2 separate regions of the Sus scrofa genome follow, and region 2 is linked to region 1. Evidence: chromatin contacts called from public HiChIP or PLAC-seq data. All regions are on one chromosome and are shown on one strand. Each heading gives the region's core, a stretch centred on a gene start, on an enhancer-like site or on the middle of the called end of the contact. The rest is flanking DNA. Distances are from core to core; before and after follow the strand shown. Region 1 holds the start of COLEC12 (collectin-12). Region 2 holds the start of THOC1 (THO complex subunit 1).

Region 1 (3,776 bases), core at 23-2,522:
CTGCGAGGCTCCTGGGGCGCAACGCTTGCAAGTCAAAGCGGTCGCATCGCGTGGTCTCTGGTGGCTTGAAACTCAGTCCCTGCGGTCAGATGGCATTTAGCACCCAGCCCCCTCACTCCCGTCCAGCGCGGGGACTTAAAAGTGTTACCCTAGCCCAAGACCAGGACTCCAGTCTTGTGTAAACACCTCGCCGGCCCATCCCCAAACGATCCCCTTGGATGCCTCTGCTGTGATGATTTATCTCGCATATAAATCTGGATTCTGCTGAAAAATCTTCGTGTTTTTACGTTTAGACGGCGGCCCTGCGAAGCCCTTCTCCTCGCGATTGCGTTTAAAGGTACGATAACATCTGACACGTCCCCAAAACCGACCTGCAGAGGACACCGCCCGGGCGACGATTAATGAGGTGACTCTGTCACCCCTGAACACACGTGGGCACAACTCCGGAGGCGGCACATGGAAAGGACGCGGAACCGAAGGCGTTATTTTCCAGTCAGTGGGTCTGATGGCGAAAGATGCCAACCAAACTCACTCCCCGAGCTAGATGAACTCCTCGGGCACCTAATCATTGCCAGATGTGGGGAGGGCGCACCGAGAACATCCCCGAGTCCCAGAAAAAACACCCGGCCGGCAGCCCGTTCACTTCTGGGTTAGGGAAACGGCAACAGCGGGGAGGAGAGAGGACCCTGAAGAGAGCCGGTAGGGCTGCAGAGCCGAGAACGGACTGGCGCGGGGTGGGGGGGTGGGGAGGTGCATGATGGTGCCGCCACTCTCCTGGGTATATTTTTTCAATAAAAAGTTGGGAACTGGAATCTGTAAACAATGACTTGGGGCTTCAAACTACTTTGCAGACACTATGCAGAAGGGAATACTTGCACGCTTCAAAACCCCAACCTCTAGGTCTCCGTCGGTACCCAACTCCCGAGCCCTTAGGGGCCGGGGGCGCCCCAAGGGTGCGCGCACAAAGTGGGCGCCGGGTCTCCCCCAGGACTACGCGCAGAGAAAGTCCGCGCAGGATGCACCTCTGCCGCTTTCCTCGCGCCCAGGAGCCCGCCCTACCTTTCATGGTGACGGAGGAGACGCACCGCCAGCCGGGGAGCTCCGCGCCGCCAAGGAAGTTCGCGCTGAGCAGCGGGTCAGTGCGCGCCCATGGCAGCCCCCGCGCGTCGGCCGTCTGCGCTCCAGCCCTCCCTTCCCGCTCCGCGCTCTGTGCCGCTGGGCCGCCGCGCGCGCCGCTCACCCCGGGCGGGAGGCGCCGCTCCCGCCAGCGCCCCTCCCCTGGCCCGGCCGCCGGGGCGCGCGAGCCGCCGCGCCCACGCCCCCCTCGCGCCCTCCCGCGCGCGCCCCGCCCGCAGGTCGGCGTCCGCCCCTGCCCCGCCGCAGCTCGCAGGCTCCCTCTTTTTAGCGTTAGACCAGAAGCGGGGCGACGTCGGAGGAAAGCGTCTTCCAGGGTGGTCAGCGCTCACCCTCGGGGTGGGCAGAACATGCTGCGGCTGGGCTTGTTTCTAGACTCCAGACTACCTAGAGTGTGGAGAGGACTAGGAGCAGCAGCGTCACGGGGGCACAAAGTTAGCTCTTCCCGTCCCCAAACGGCTCTGGGCACGGAGGGTTAGAGGATCAAAGAGGGGCGCGAACGTCCTGGGGCTCGAAGTTTCCAAGTGCGCTTGTTGATGCTCAAAGGGGCACAAGGAATCGTGCTCACTGTCTCCCGGGAAGAGCTGTCGCTGAATCCGCAGTCACCATTAGATGCTCTCCCTGAAGAATTCGGAGCAGGATTATAACTGCTGGACTTCAAGAAGAGAGAGACGAACAGACCCACCACACTCCCCTTGGTTAGAAAAGTCTTCCTCCCACCCACAGCCCCTGAAAAGACCAGGTTGACGCCAGTTTTACTAGGAAAGGAGGCTGGGCTGTTGAGCGGCTTCATAATGAGTGCTTTTCATTGTGGCTCATCATGTTGCTTCTCTGTGTTTATCATTCCTTTCAGAAACTCTCCTAAGCAGACCCATTGCTTTGGTGCTTTAACTGCAAAAGCTAAGTGATGAGTGGAGTTGGGGTGCGGGGGAGCGGGAGGAGGGAAGTGTGGAGGAACTTCCTTCAATGAAGAAATAAAAAAAGGGAGTTCCCGTCGTGGCGCAGTGATTAACGAATCCGACCAAGAACCATGAGGTTGCCGGTTCAGTCCCTGCCCTTGCTCAGTGGGTTATCGATCCGGCATTGCCGTGAGCTCTGGTGTAGGTTGCAGACGCGGCTCGGATTCCGTGTTGCTGTGGCTCTGGCGTAGGCCGGTGGCTACAGCTCCAATTGGACCCCTAGCCTGGGAACCTCCATATGCCGCGGGAGCGGCCCAAGAAATAGCAAAAAGACAAAAAAAAAAAAAAAAAGAAATAAAAGACTTGTGCGCTTGCTAGCGCACCAAAAACTATACAGTTCTGGCTGGGCAGTGGTCACAGCTTTTCAGATTTCCACTCCTGAAGACTTGGTAACAGGGTGTCACCAGCCCATTGATTCATTGTAAACAGGGAACGCTCTGCTCTAGTAAAAGGCAGTGCCCAGAAATGAATACATTCTAAAATATTTCACAGACTCTCCATTCCAAAAGCTTTCTGTTTTGAACATTAGGGGGAAACTTGTCCATGACTGGCAAAGAAAAAGATGAAAACGCAGTTTTTTCACTTTGGGGGGGGTGTTGGTGAAACTATAGGGTCCCTGAAGATTACTCCAGAGATTTTCTCCAAAGTACCTGCCTTGTTTTGCACAGCAAACAGGATGGAATAAGCCCATCAGTTTCTTTGAATAATCTCTCCAACTGAAAAATGGAGAGAATTTTGGCTCCGATATTCGAATAGAAAAAAATCATTTTAAAAACCTAAAATAGCTATGACACCAAAAACACAGTCAACAAAAGAAGTATACTGGATTTCATCAAAATGAAAAACTTTTGTGCATCAAAGACACTATCAGCAGAATGAAAAGGCAACCCACAGAATGGGAGAAAATATTTGCAAACCATATATCTGATAAGGGGTTAATATCCAGAATATGTAAAGAACCCCTATTACTCAACAACAAGAAAAAAACCAACCCAAATAAAAAATGGGCAAATAACTCAAACAGACATTTCTCCAGAGAGAATATACAAATGACCATAAGCATATGGGAAGATATTCAATATCACTAATGATTAGGAAAATGCAAATCAAAACCACAATGAGATAACACTTCACACTCAGAACAATGACCATTACACAAAAATTTTCAGAAATTTCGGAGTTCTCATTGTGGCTCAGTGGGTTAAGAACACAACTAGTATCCATGAAGATGCGGGTTTGATCCCTGGCCTCAATCAACAGGTTAAGGATCTGGGGTTGCTGCAAGCTGCAGCATAGCTCACAGATGTGTCTCAGACCTGGCATTGCTGTGGCTGTGGCATAGGCTGGCAGCTGCAGCTCCAATTTGACCCCTAGCCCGAGAACTTCCATTTGCTGCAGGTGCCTCCCTTAAAAAAATAAAGAAAAAAATTTTACACAGAAAAATAGCAAGTGTTGGCAAAGATGTGAAGAAATTAGAACTTAGAACCCTAGTGCATTGGTGGTAGGAATATAAAATGATGCAGCCACTATGGAAAACAGTATGGTGGTTTCTCTAAAAATTAAAGTTACCATATGATCCAGCAATAAGATCCAAAAGCAATCTTTTGGATATATGCCCCAAAATGTTGAAAGCAGAGACTCAGATATTTGTACACCCATGTTCATAGCAGCATTATTAACAGC
Region 2 (3,871 bases), core at 37-2,536, 230 kb before region 1:
GCCTCTACGTTCAGGGCTGGGCCCATTTGTTAATGGGAACAATTGTGGTGACCGCGGTCGGGCGGGCGTGGGAAGCCTGAGTCGGCCACTCAGTGCTTGATCCGGGTTCGTGGGTGACCCTTAGAGTGACGGCAGATTCGAGGCCTCGTCTTGTAAGAGCTGCGCGTTGCTGGCAAGGACGCACACTTGACAGTGGTTTTCCAGGTTTGGGGAGGATGGGTGAATGCGTCAGGTTATCGGCTCAGTGGGCCGCGAGGGAGGGTAACTACTGCCTGAGAATCCAAGGCAAGTGGGTTATCCCGGAAAGCTTCAGGCTGAGGAAGTGTCGGCAGTGGTCCTGAGCCGCCAGATCGCAGTTCTTCTCGAAGGCGTGGTTACAGCTCGGGATTTGCGTATCGGCCCTGGAGCTCCTGGGATCTGTAGCTCAGGTGCAGTCCCCTCTCCTGAGAAATACAAACAGTACCCCTATTCTTGGGTCGTTGAGGAGCTTGAGTGAAATAATGAATGCAAGTGTGGCTTGTGTAGCAATGTAAGTATTATTAGGAATATTTGGGGATTAGCTGACTTTGCTGTTACGTAGAGGTCTCTACTGGAGGAGGAACCTCGGGGAGGAATGTGGTACTCGGCGCTGATTGGATAACCGGTGGCACCGCGTTGGGGATTAAGGCAGCGGTTGCAAAACCTTGGCTTCCCGGCAGTTTGCTCCCTTGTCCCCTCTTGCTTGGCCAATGAGAAGCCAAGTGGCCGGAATTTATTCAGTTGGAATTTTGTAGTGGGAAAAGAAACGCTGACCCAAACACAAGGAACTTTACACCAGCTCTTGTCTCCCTCCATATGGGTGTAAAGCTAGGCGAGCTTTACCTCGTTTCCTTCGTTGACTCCAGCGGGAATACAGAATGCTAACAAAAAGATAGCTTGGCATAATCTTCTCCCTAATGTGGGAATTGTGAACACTGATGGCTACCCGGAGCGTTGCAAATTTTTTTTTTTTTTTAGAATCAACAGAATCAATCATTCAGGTTCCGTTGTATAACTTAAATTTCCAAATTGCCGAAATAAACTGCGACTAAGCAATTTAATAGGTAGCTGATGTAATAGGATTAGTATATTATAGATGATTGTTAACTGTCTGGAGGTAACTAAGAGTTAAGAGATAAATAAAATTATTTTTTACAAAAATCCAAACAGGAAGAGTTTGAGTTTATTGATCCATCTGTCAAAGCCTAGTCACACAATGGTTTATTCACACATCTGTTGGGCACTTTGTACACAGTGGACAGTATCTGTTTGAGTAATCAATGAACAAATGATTGAATGGACCAGGTAATACAGCTTAATTGCCTTTTTGAGGAGTGCTGGCCAACATAAATGAAAAACTGCAGTATACAGTTTTGATTAGGAGTAATTTGCATAATAGCTCTATAAGAGATTAATTTTTGTATGCTTCACACTGTTAGACCATCATAAGAAATGCCCAAGTTTTATTGAGTATCTCCTATCAGCCAGACACTTTTTCTGCATTATTTTTACTAGTTACAACAACGTTGTACATGGTTAACACTTTGAGGAAATAGGCTCCTCTGACCTAGATCACATAGCTAGAGAAAGCTGAATTTGGGATTTGAACCCCTAGCTTTAAGCCCAAAGTCTGTATTTTTCTCAAATCTTAACCCATGAATCTTCCCCAAGCCATGGGCCTCATAAGTCATTTCCTTATAATTAGATAAGGGTAAGGATCTTATTGTCAATAATATATATATTTTTAAGAAGTATGTAATAATAACATCAAAGAGCAGACATCCAATAACATGTAAACTCAAATTTCCTGAGCACCTCTTTTTTCCTCCTACGCTAGCGAGGTAAAAGGGGCCAGGGAATGCCTTGCTGTTAGGAAACACCCTCCATGGGAAATTCTAGGAAGGATGTTTAAATGGATTCTAAGCACATCTTTCTTCCTCTTCTGGTGTGTCCACTGGATTCAAGTTTCCATTGGAGTGGTGAGATCTAGAAGACGACCAAGGGGCAGCTTGGTCTGCTTTTGTTGTGGTCTTTATCCTCTGGCCCAGGCCAAGGAAACATCCTTTTCCAGGCTCCCCAGTCAGCCGTGTTAGAATGTTGGGTTGCGGCTTTTGGTGGTTCCAGTTCTGGGCCCTATCTGTAGGTCCCTTTCTCTCTGTAGGTAGTTTAAGTGGATTGAAAGAATTATATTAACAGGGAACTGATGTGTGAGAGACAAAGTTGAGCAACAAGAGTGAGATTCTTGGCTTAGGAGAAATGGGACTGAAAAGAAGAATGGAAGAGAGCTGGCACTTTGTGTAAGTTTTGGGACTTATATTTTGTGGGGAAAAGAGGAATTACGTGAAAACAATCTGTGGGTGCTGCCTTTTTAAGTAGGGTGATGGCAGTTTTCAAGCGTTTTATATTGTAAATATGGTACAATTCATTACTTATTTGTTGAGTGCCTACTATTTGCTAGGCACAAATATAATATTAGGTTATATATGCAGTATTATTATTTTATTTCATTACCATCATCTAGTGTTCTTGATAAAATTCTGTTTGGTGATCTTGATTGGAGCATCATAGATGAACATAATTTAAGGTTAGAAATAGAATGATGGGTGACTTCTTGCCTTGGTGAGCCCTGCTTCCCTGAAGGGTTGGGCAGAAATTTTGATTGAAATTGACCTATCATTTGGTTTCTTTCGCTTTCCTGTCCTGTTTCTCTCCTATACTGGTTTCTCCTGAAAGCACCTTAATTATTTATTCAGAAATTCTTACCTGGGGTTGCTTCTGCAAGTCTTGATTGAGTTAGTTTGAGTCTATTGAGAAGCGGACATCAACACAGGATTAAGTGGGCAAGAGATGTACTAGGGAGGGAGAGGAGCAGGCAGGGAGAGCTTACAGACCATGCTGTAGTGCTGACTCCTCTGGAAGATGTCTGCTGGGGAGGAGAGAGAGAGATGAAAAAGTGATAGGAAAAGAGATTCACTGAAGAATACTTTGATCTCTGGGTTTTCCATGTCAGATGACAGCTTCATTATCACCTTCTAGGTGGAGTTGGATTTCATTCACTTGCCATCAAAGACTCCCAATTAATGCAGGAGCTGAAGTGGGTTTTATCTGCAATTGTGTGAGTTACCTAGTTTCCATTTCTCTGTCTCCAAAAGAGGAGGCTGGGCCACCCCTCTGAAGTTCTGAATGAGGTGGATTGACTTTCAAATGATCCATTGTGCTGGAAATTTAGGTTCTAGCAGGTGTATACATCTCTGTTACCTTCCAAGAGTCAGGTAAAATCTGCAGTTGGACTTTGCTTCTGAGCAGTGGTGGACCTTCTTATGAATGCACAGCAAAGCAAAGCCTCCTTTTGGGTGAGGTGTGACTAGAGTGGCTGTAGATGTGAATATGAGCCTATTGTTACATGACCAGGAAGTGATCTGGTAAGTGGGATTCCTTTTCTGTAATAATGATGACTCTAAGACCTCAAATTAGGTCAACTAAGCTTAGGAAGTTTAGGGAGGGATGGAAGAGGCGTGATTTAGTATGGTTTACCCCCAGAAGTAGAGTCAAAGTTTTGTGTATATGTGTCTTATTTGCAAAGTGATTGAAGGAAGCAGTGGAACAAGAGAGAATAAAACAGAGAAGGAAAAGCCATTGCAAAGGTACGGTGTAGTATTGGGCGTGACTGTGGGTGAATGGATCTTATTTTCAGTGGAGTCTTTTGAGAAGCTGTAGGTCATGTGCCTCAAAGTTGCCTGCCCCCAAAAAGGGCAGGAGAGCATTTGTCCATTGATTTTTTTTCCAATTGCCATTCATCAGAGGCCGACTTGTGGGACATTGCAGATGTGTGTTCATGATTATGTAGAGGGTT

The links. HiChIP or PLAC-seq counts read pairs in DNA pulled down with a chosen protein or histone mark.
Region 2: a contact with region 1 is called in an H3K27ac HiChIP or PLAC-seq map of alveolar macrophages. The contact joins the promoter of THOC1 here to the promoter of COLEC12 in region 1. A contact is called at or near these places in 1 of 5 promoter capture datasets (fetal skeletal muscle), 5 of 47 Hi-C or Micro-C datasets (embryonic fibroblasts, epiblast stem cells, fetal skeletal muscle and 1 more) and 2 of 2 datasets of contacts at active chromatin or transcription factors (alveolar macrophages and skeletal muscle).

The regions. Positions count from the first base shown.
Region 1 is chr6:105,805,653-105,809,428 of Sscrofa11.1, reverse strand. It overlaps COLEC12 (collectin-12), which reads right to left and starts at 1,272. Exons shown (of 10, transcript XM_021096156.1): 1 at 1,060-1,272. The coding sequence starts at 1,066.
Region 2 is chr6:106,036,677-106,040,547 of Sscrofa11.1, reverse strand. It overlaps THOC1 (THO complex subunit 1), which reads right to left and starts at 1,286. Exons shown (of 20, transcript XM_021096158.1): 1 at 1-1,286. The coding sequence starts at 26. LOC110261178 (a long non-coding RNA gene) reads left to right here and starts at 2. Exons shown (of 4, transcript XR_002345053.1): 1 at 2-428.